2 separate regions of the Danio rerio genome follow, and region 2 is linked to region 1. Evidence: chromatin contacts called from public HiCAR-type data. All regions are on one chromosome and are shown on one strand. Each heading gives the region's core, a stretch centred on a gene start, on an enhancer-like site or on the middle of the called end of the contact. The rest is flanking DNA. Distances are from core to core; before and after follow the strand shown. Region 1 holds the start of ugcg (UDP-glucose ceramide glucosyltransferase). Region 2 holds the start of ptbp3 (polypyrimidine tract binding protein 3).

Evidence for each region. HiCAR-type assays count read pairs that join an accessible place to other places.
Region 2: a contact with region 1 is called in a HiCAR-type map of caudal fin, with 4 times the contacts expected there. The contact joins the promoter of ptbp3 here to the promoter of ugcg in region 1. A contact is called at or near these places in 2 of 18 Hi-C or Micro-C datasets (caudal fin and an unstated tissue) and 2 of 4 datasets of contacts at active chromatin or transcription factors (caudal fin and embryo).

Annotation. Positions count from the first base shown.
Region 1 is chr10:11,694,304-11,697,400 of GRCz12tu, reverse strand. It overlaps ugcg (UDP-glucose ceramide glucosyltransferase), which reads right to left and starts at 1,498. Exons shown (of 9, transcript NM_001024207.2): 1 at 1,320-1,498. The coding sequence starts at 1,417.
Region 2 is chr10:11,917,906-11,921,002 of GRCz12tu, reverse strand. ptbp3 (polypyrimidine tract binding protein 3) reads left to right here and starts at 1,573. Exons shown (of 13, transcript XM_068223913.2): 1 at 1,573-1,672. The coding sequence starts at 1,669.

The DNA.
Region 1 (3,097 bases), core at 249-2,748:
CCCAGCTGGGGCTCCAACCAGTGACTTTTTTGCTGAGAGGTGATCACGCTACTGTGACACCCCTTTAGAAAATATTTTAAAGTTTTATTATGCTCTATAACATTTCATGGTCAATTTTTAGTTTCTTATGATCAAATTTAACCTGCTTCTTTTTCATATTTGAAATTAATTTTGATTAATAAATAGTACAAAATAACAAAACTAAATTAAATGTAACTCGAAATGAAATCTTCTATAACAGCATAATCAAGAACTACTGGTCGGTTTATTGAATAATAATTCTTTTTTTTAAATAAACTAAATGCATTTTAAATTTGGTAATACGTCACAGCATCTGCAAAAATACCACAGCTGTTTTACATGACTTATGGATCATGCAACACTGAAACTAACTAGTGACTGCAGAGAATTCAGTTTTTAAAAACATGAATAAAATTCAATTTCATGTTTTAATTCATATAGATTTATTTTTAACCTTTTTATAGAAACAATATTTCAGAATAATTATGTTTTATTGCATTTCTGATAAGACTTCAAATAAACAAAGCCTTTGTAAGCAGAGATAAAAAATATTTATGTTTTCAAAACATATACATGATCTGCAAAAAATGGCATTAATAATTAACCTGATGACTAGTTTATGTTCAAATATGTGTGCTAACCAGATGGGATGGGCAGATCTAGTTGATACTAGGCTACATACAAACATTACGAACAATAAACAAGCATACACAGTAAACTATTTAATTTATTTAACAACAAACTTTCAAACCACGATTTACCCAAACAAAACTCCTTTATTTACAACTATATACCATTTAAACTACAAAAGCCGGTTGTCCATTGAAGCTAGCAGGAGCAGCTTTGACTCCCACTGGGCTAAATTTAATGACAGACCCTTTGAGGAATGACCCCCCGAGTGACTTTAAACCCATTAGACTTCTTAAACTAAAGAATTAAATAACAAGACAGTGCGCAGCAGCTAAGCTAACCATCATCGCTAGCGATCAGAAACGATATTAATATGCGACTAGCCAAAGGCTAACGTGTGTATGATTGAAATAAATATTAATACAGCTCTTCCTCCGTCATCTTGCGACGTGAACAGTTTGGTACATGTACATATGTTTTAAAGGGCGTGAAGAGGAAACCTGTGTTCCTGTTAGCCAGACTCAAATGCTCACCCCAATCTGCACTGCAAGCAAAACGACGCGACGCGACAAACCCACAATGAACGAGCTCGAGATCTGCGGCGCTGCATTTCCAGCACGCGATCAGTGCATCGCATCAGAAATCAATGAAAAACCTCATTCACTTACACGTAGATGATGGACACGAGGTGCATGAGCCAGAGGACGAGGAATAAGAGGAAGCCGAAGATGGCGAAGCCTTGCAGGGCGAGATCGAGCAGGGCCATAGCTGCTTCTGCTGTCCTGTGTCCGGATGCGCTCGCTGACACCTCACTGTTCGGCCCTAATGCTGGAGGAAGAAGAGCTAATCTCTCTCTCTCTTTCTCTCTCTCTCTCTCTAGTACACACACACACACACACATTCAGATGACTGAGAGAGGGCGGCTCTGCGGGGAATCAGCGCATAGCATAAGTGGGTGGAGTCTGATGACACACTCCACTGGGAGGGCTTTGCAACATGGGATCGCTGTGAGGGTGGAGTTAAAACAATTGTAACATTTCAGGAATGTTTTATTTATGTCTCCAGATTTTTTTAGTCGTGTTAAACTGTGAATATATTTATATAATTATCTTAAAGCTAGATAGATTGGGCAAAAAGAGTGGTTCTGTTTAAATTCCAGAGGCAATTTCTTATATATCTGTTGAAGCCTTTTGTTTTGTTTTGATTTGATTTCTGACAGTTGCAGGCTGTGAAGTAAATGAAATCATTGAGAGGAATGGAAATTAATTGTATGCTGCCTGGCGCTACACTCAACGGCCACTTTATTAGGTACACCTTCATAGTACCGGGTTGGACCCCATTTTGCCTTCAGAGCTACCTTAATTCTCATGGCATAGATTCAACAACGTGCTGGTAACAATTTTCTGAGATTTTGGTTCATATTGACAAGATAGGATCACACAGTAGCTGCAGATTTGTCAGCTGCACATCTGTGCTGCGAACCTCCCATTCCACCACATCCCAAAGGTGCTCTATTGGATTAAGTTCTGGTGACTGCGGAGGCCATTTGAGTACAGTGAACTCATTGTCATGTTCAAGAAACCAGTCTGAGATGATTCTCGCTTTATGACATGGTGGGTACACTGTGGTCATAAAGGGATGAACATGGTTAGCAACATTATTCATGTAGGCTTTGGCGTTGACACGGTGCTCAATTTGTACTAATAGGATCAAAGTGTGCCAAGAAAATACCCCCCACACTATTATACCACCACCACCACCAACCTGAAACAATTTATACAGGGTAAGATAAATCTATGCTTTCATGTTGTTCATGCCAAATTTTGGCCCTGCCATTCAAATGTCGTAGCAGTAATAGAGAATCATCAGACTAAGCAACGTTTTTCCAATCTTCTACTGTCCAATTTTGGTGAGCCTGTGTGAATTGAAGCCTCGGTTTCCTGTTCTTAGCTGACAGGAGTGGCACCCGCTGTGGTCTTTTGCTAGTCCATCAGCCTCAAGGACGTTGTGTGTTCAAAGATGCTCTTCTGCATACTTCTATTGTAATGTGTGATTGTTTGAGTTACTATCAGCTGGAACCAGTCTGGCCATTTTCCTCTGACTTCTGGGATCAATAAGGCATTTGTACCCACAGAAGTGCTGCTCACTGGATATTTTCTCTTTTTCGGACCATTCTCTGTAAACCCTAGAGATGGCTGTGCGTGAAAATCCCAGTAAATCAGCAGTTTCTGAACTCAGACCAGCCCATCTGGCAGAGACAACCATGCCATTTTCAAAGTCCCTTAAATCACCTTTCTTAGGTGTCACTAAACGAATTGAGTTGCTGCCATGTGATTGGCTGATTAGAAATTTGCGCTAATGAGCAGTTGGACAGGTGTACCTATTAAAGTGGCTGTTAAGTGCAGGCTTTATGCTGGTTAATCCCCTTTAAAAGCCTAAATATCGG
Region 2 (3,097 bases), core at 324-2,823, 220 kb before region 1:
TATATATATACAGTTGAAGTCAGAATTATTAGCCCCCTTCGATTTCTTTTCTTCTTTTTTAAATATTTTCCAAATGATGTTTAACAGAGCAAAGACATTTTTACACTATGTCTGATAATGTTTTTTCTTCTGAAAAATGTCTTATTTGTTTTATTTCGGCTAGAATAAAACCAGCTTGGACTTTTTTATGAACCATTTTAAGGAACAAAATTATTAGCCCATTTAAGCTATATTTTTTCTCTATAAACGACAGAACAAACCACTGTTATACAATAACTTGCCTAATTCCCCTAACCTGCCTAGTTAACTTAATTAACCTATTTAAGCCTTTAAATGTCACTTTAAGCCGTATAGAAGTGTCTTGAAAAATATCTACTCAAAAATTTTTTACAGACATCATGGTAAAGATAAAATAAATTGGTTATTAGAAATGAGTTATTAAAATTATTATGTTTAGAAATGTGTTGAAAAATCTTCTCTTGGTTAAACAGAAATTGGGGAAAAAATAAACAAGCGGTCTATTTAGGGGGCTAATAATTCTGACTTCAACTGTGTATGTATATATATATATATATATATATATATATATATATATATATATATATATATATATATATATATACAGTTTACATATTTTGATCAAATTATTTTAATCAAATTTGTATTTGAATTTATTTTGTATTTTGTTATAATATAATTTATTTTAATCTGGTTTGATTTATTATCTTTTACAATATTTTATTTTCTTAGATTTAATTAGTTAACATGGTTATTTTGTCATTTATATTTTTGCAATTTTTTTTATAAAACGTATTTTATATTTTGTTTACTTCTATTTCTCCTACATTAACACTCCTTTGTGGCCCCATGGGGGCCCCCGGACTCAAGTTAAAACCCTTTGAGTCAAAGCACTGCGTTCAAATGACTACTTCAACTTCTCACCGCACTGAAATAGTTTACATGTAGCCTATGAATGTGCGACTACATGCATAAACATTTTATGTAAGCACAAGACTGCAGTTCAGCCGGTCCAACAAGTGAAGCAAGTTCTTACATGCTTCATGTACACACACGATACAATCTTCACCGCCTTCGAGCGACAAGCTTATAAAAATGGACATTAAGTTATTTAAAAACACGCCGCGTCACATTAATTAATAACTCAAATAATCGTTGATGAGTTTATTCTGAATAACAAAATAGATGTCTCGACTTCGAAGCTCTTAAAAGCTCTTTTCTAAAGGCTTCATTAGCTTAATTAATAAATATATTCCAGGAACAAGATTACACGAGTGCTGAAACTAACATCAAACGATCCCACAACAAAGCACGCGCAAACGGTGCGCGCGCACAATTCACTGCGTAATAATAAGCACATATACATGAACATATATGAGAGCTTAAAACAAAACAAAAATATTACGCGGCTCTTCAAAGGTGTGTCTGCTGAAAGGGGGAGGCCATTTTGTACAGAGAAGCGTCTGTACGTGTGTGTGTGTGTGTGTGTGTGTGTTCGCGTCAGGAGCAGGAAGTGTGTGCGTGCCTTTGTGCTTGAGCGAGTGAATTTGTGTTGGGGAGTCGAACTGTAGTAACAGCAACACCCGTTTCTTCATTTCCCTGTGCTTGCATTGTTATTTCACCTCGCCTCTGTTTTGCTCTGTGCAATGGATGGGTATGTGAGTTTACAATACGTCTTACTTGTTTGTTTTTATTCCTTACACCACGCGCTTTTTGAGTTGTGTGCTTTTATTGAGTGTTTGCATTATTGTATAGTGATAATAATAGCACGTCAGAAATGGCATGGGAGGAAAAGTGGGGGAGGGAGCAAAACGCTGGAGATGCTGTTTACTTGTTTTCTGTTTATTCAAATGCAAATATGAAGTGTCAGTCTTTCACTTTCTGATTTTGGGGTCTGCATTAAAATGATGATGAGCCCGCCGCTTGTGTGATGGTCGCTCGCTGTTGTTGATATGCAAAATATGGGCGTATATAGCATTATGATCAAAGTTACATTCAAGGAAGTGGGTTTGTTTGGGATTCATATTTTTGTGTGCGTGTTGTTTTTGTTATACAATCATCCCTGCTTTGCTTTTAGACTTTGCTGTTGTGTATCCGAACCATGAGCTGTAGGTGAATGTATCCAAGAAGTGCTGAGAATTAAGGAAATAAGAGCTCCTCATGTGCTGCTGCCATTTTAAAACCACGAAGGGGCGTTTCTGGAGCGATTCTGTCTAGAAAACGGTGTTTCCTGACGCTAAACGCGACTGCTTTCGCCCACCATCGCCCTGAACTGGGTTTTATGTGTGAATTGTGAAATAATAACGCGGCGGTTGTGTTTTATATCGCGAAATTAGGTTTAGCGACTTTTTGCAGAGCCATAAACAGCACGCGTCCATTGTACGCAGTCGCGCGTTTACAGTATGGCGAGCACGAGCGTTTTATTTAGCGCATACTTTCTCTATCATGTGTGATTAAATGTCATTGTTTACACTCGTGTGCGTGGCCAAAGATGAAGGCTGAGGACTGTGTGGTGCACTGGTTATATTTCACCCACTTATTGTTGTTGCTTTCATTTGACTCATTTCCTCGAATCGATTCCTTTGAGCAGTACTTTTCAAAACAATCAAATCAGAGATTCAATACGTCACGCGCGCGCGCTCCCTGACATATTTGATGGTTTTATGCGCGCAATTAAAGCATGCAGAAATAAAGGGTGTTGGTTATCTTTGTAGCATGGGTCTTGTGTCAGATTTATTTATTGCATTGTTAATATATTTAAAATATAAATCGTATGCATTTTTATTAAATTATCATAAAACACCCCATCTCATAATTATTAACGCTTTAACTGCATGCTGTACCAAATGGTTGACCATATATTGGCTGTTTTAAATAATGACTGTTAAAGTCATTTAAAGAATGACTGTTTTAATAAATGGTTTACACACACAGCATTGTTGATTTACAAAAAAATCAATCAATCCTGTTGCACTACTATGCTTGATTTTGGTTAAATTGTGAAAACATGTTAAATGATAATCTGAAAGATTTTGTCATACTTCAATAAATGAAGATAATTTAGTTTTCAAAAATATAT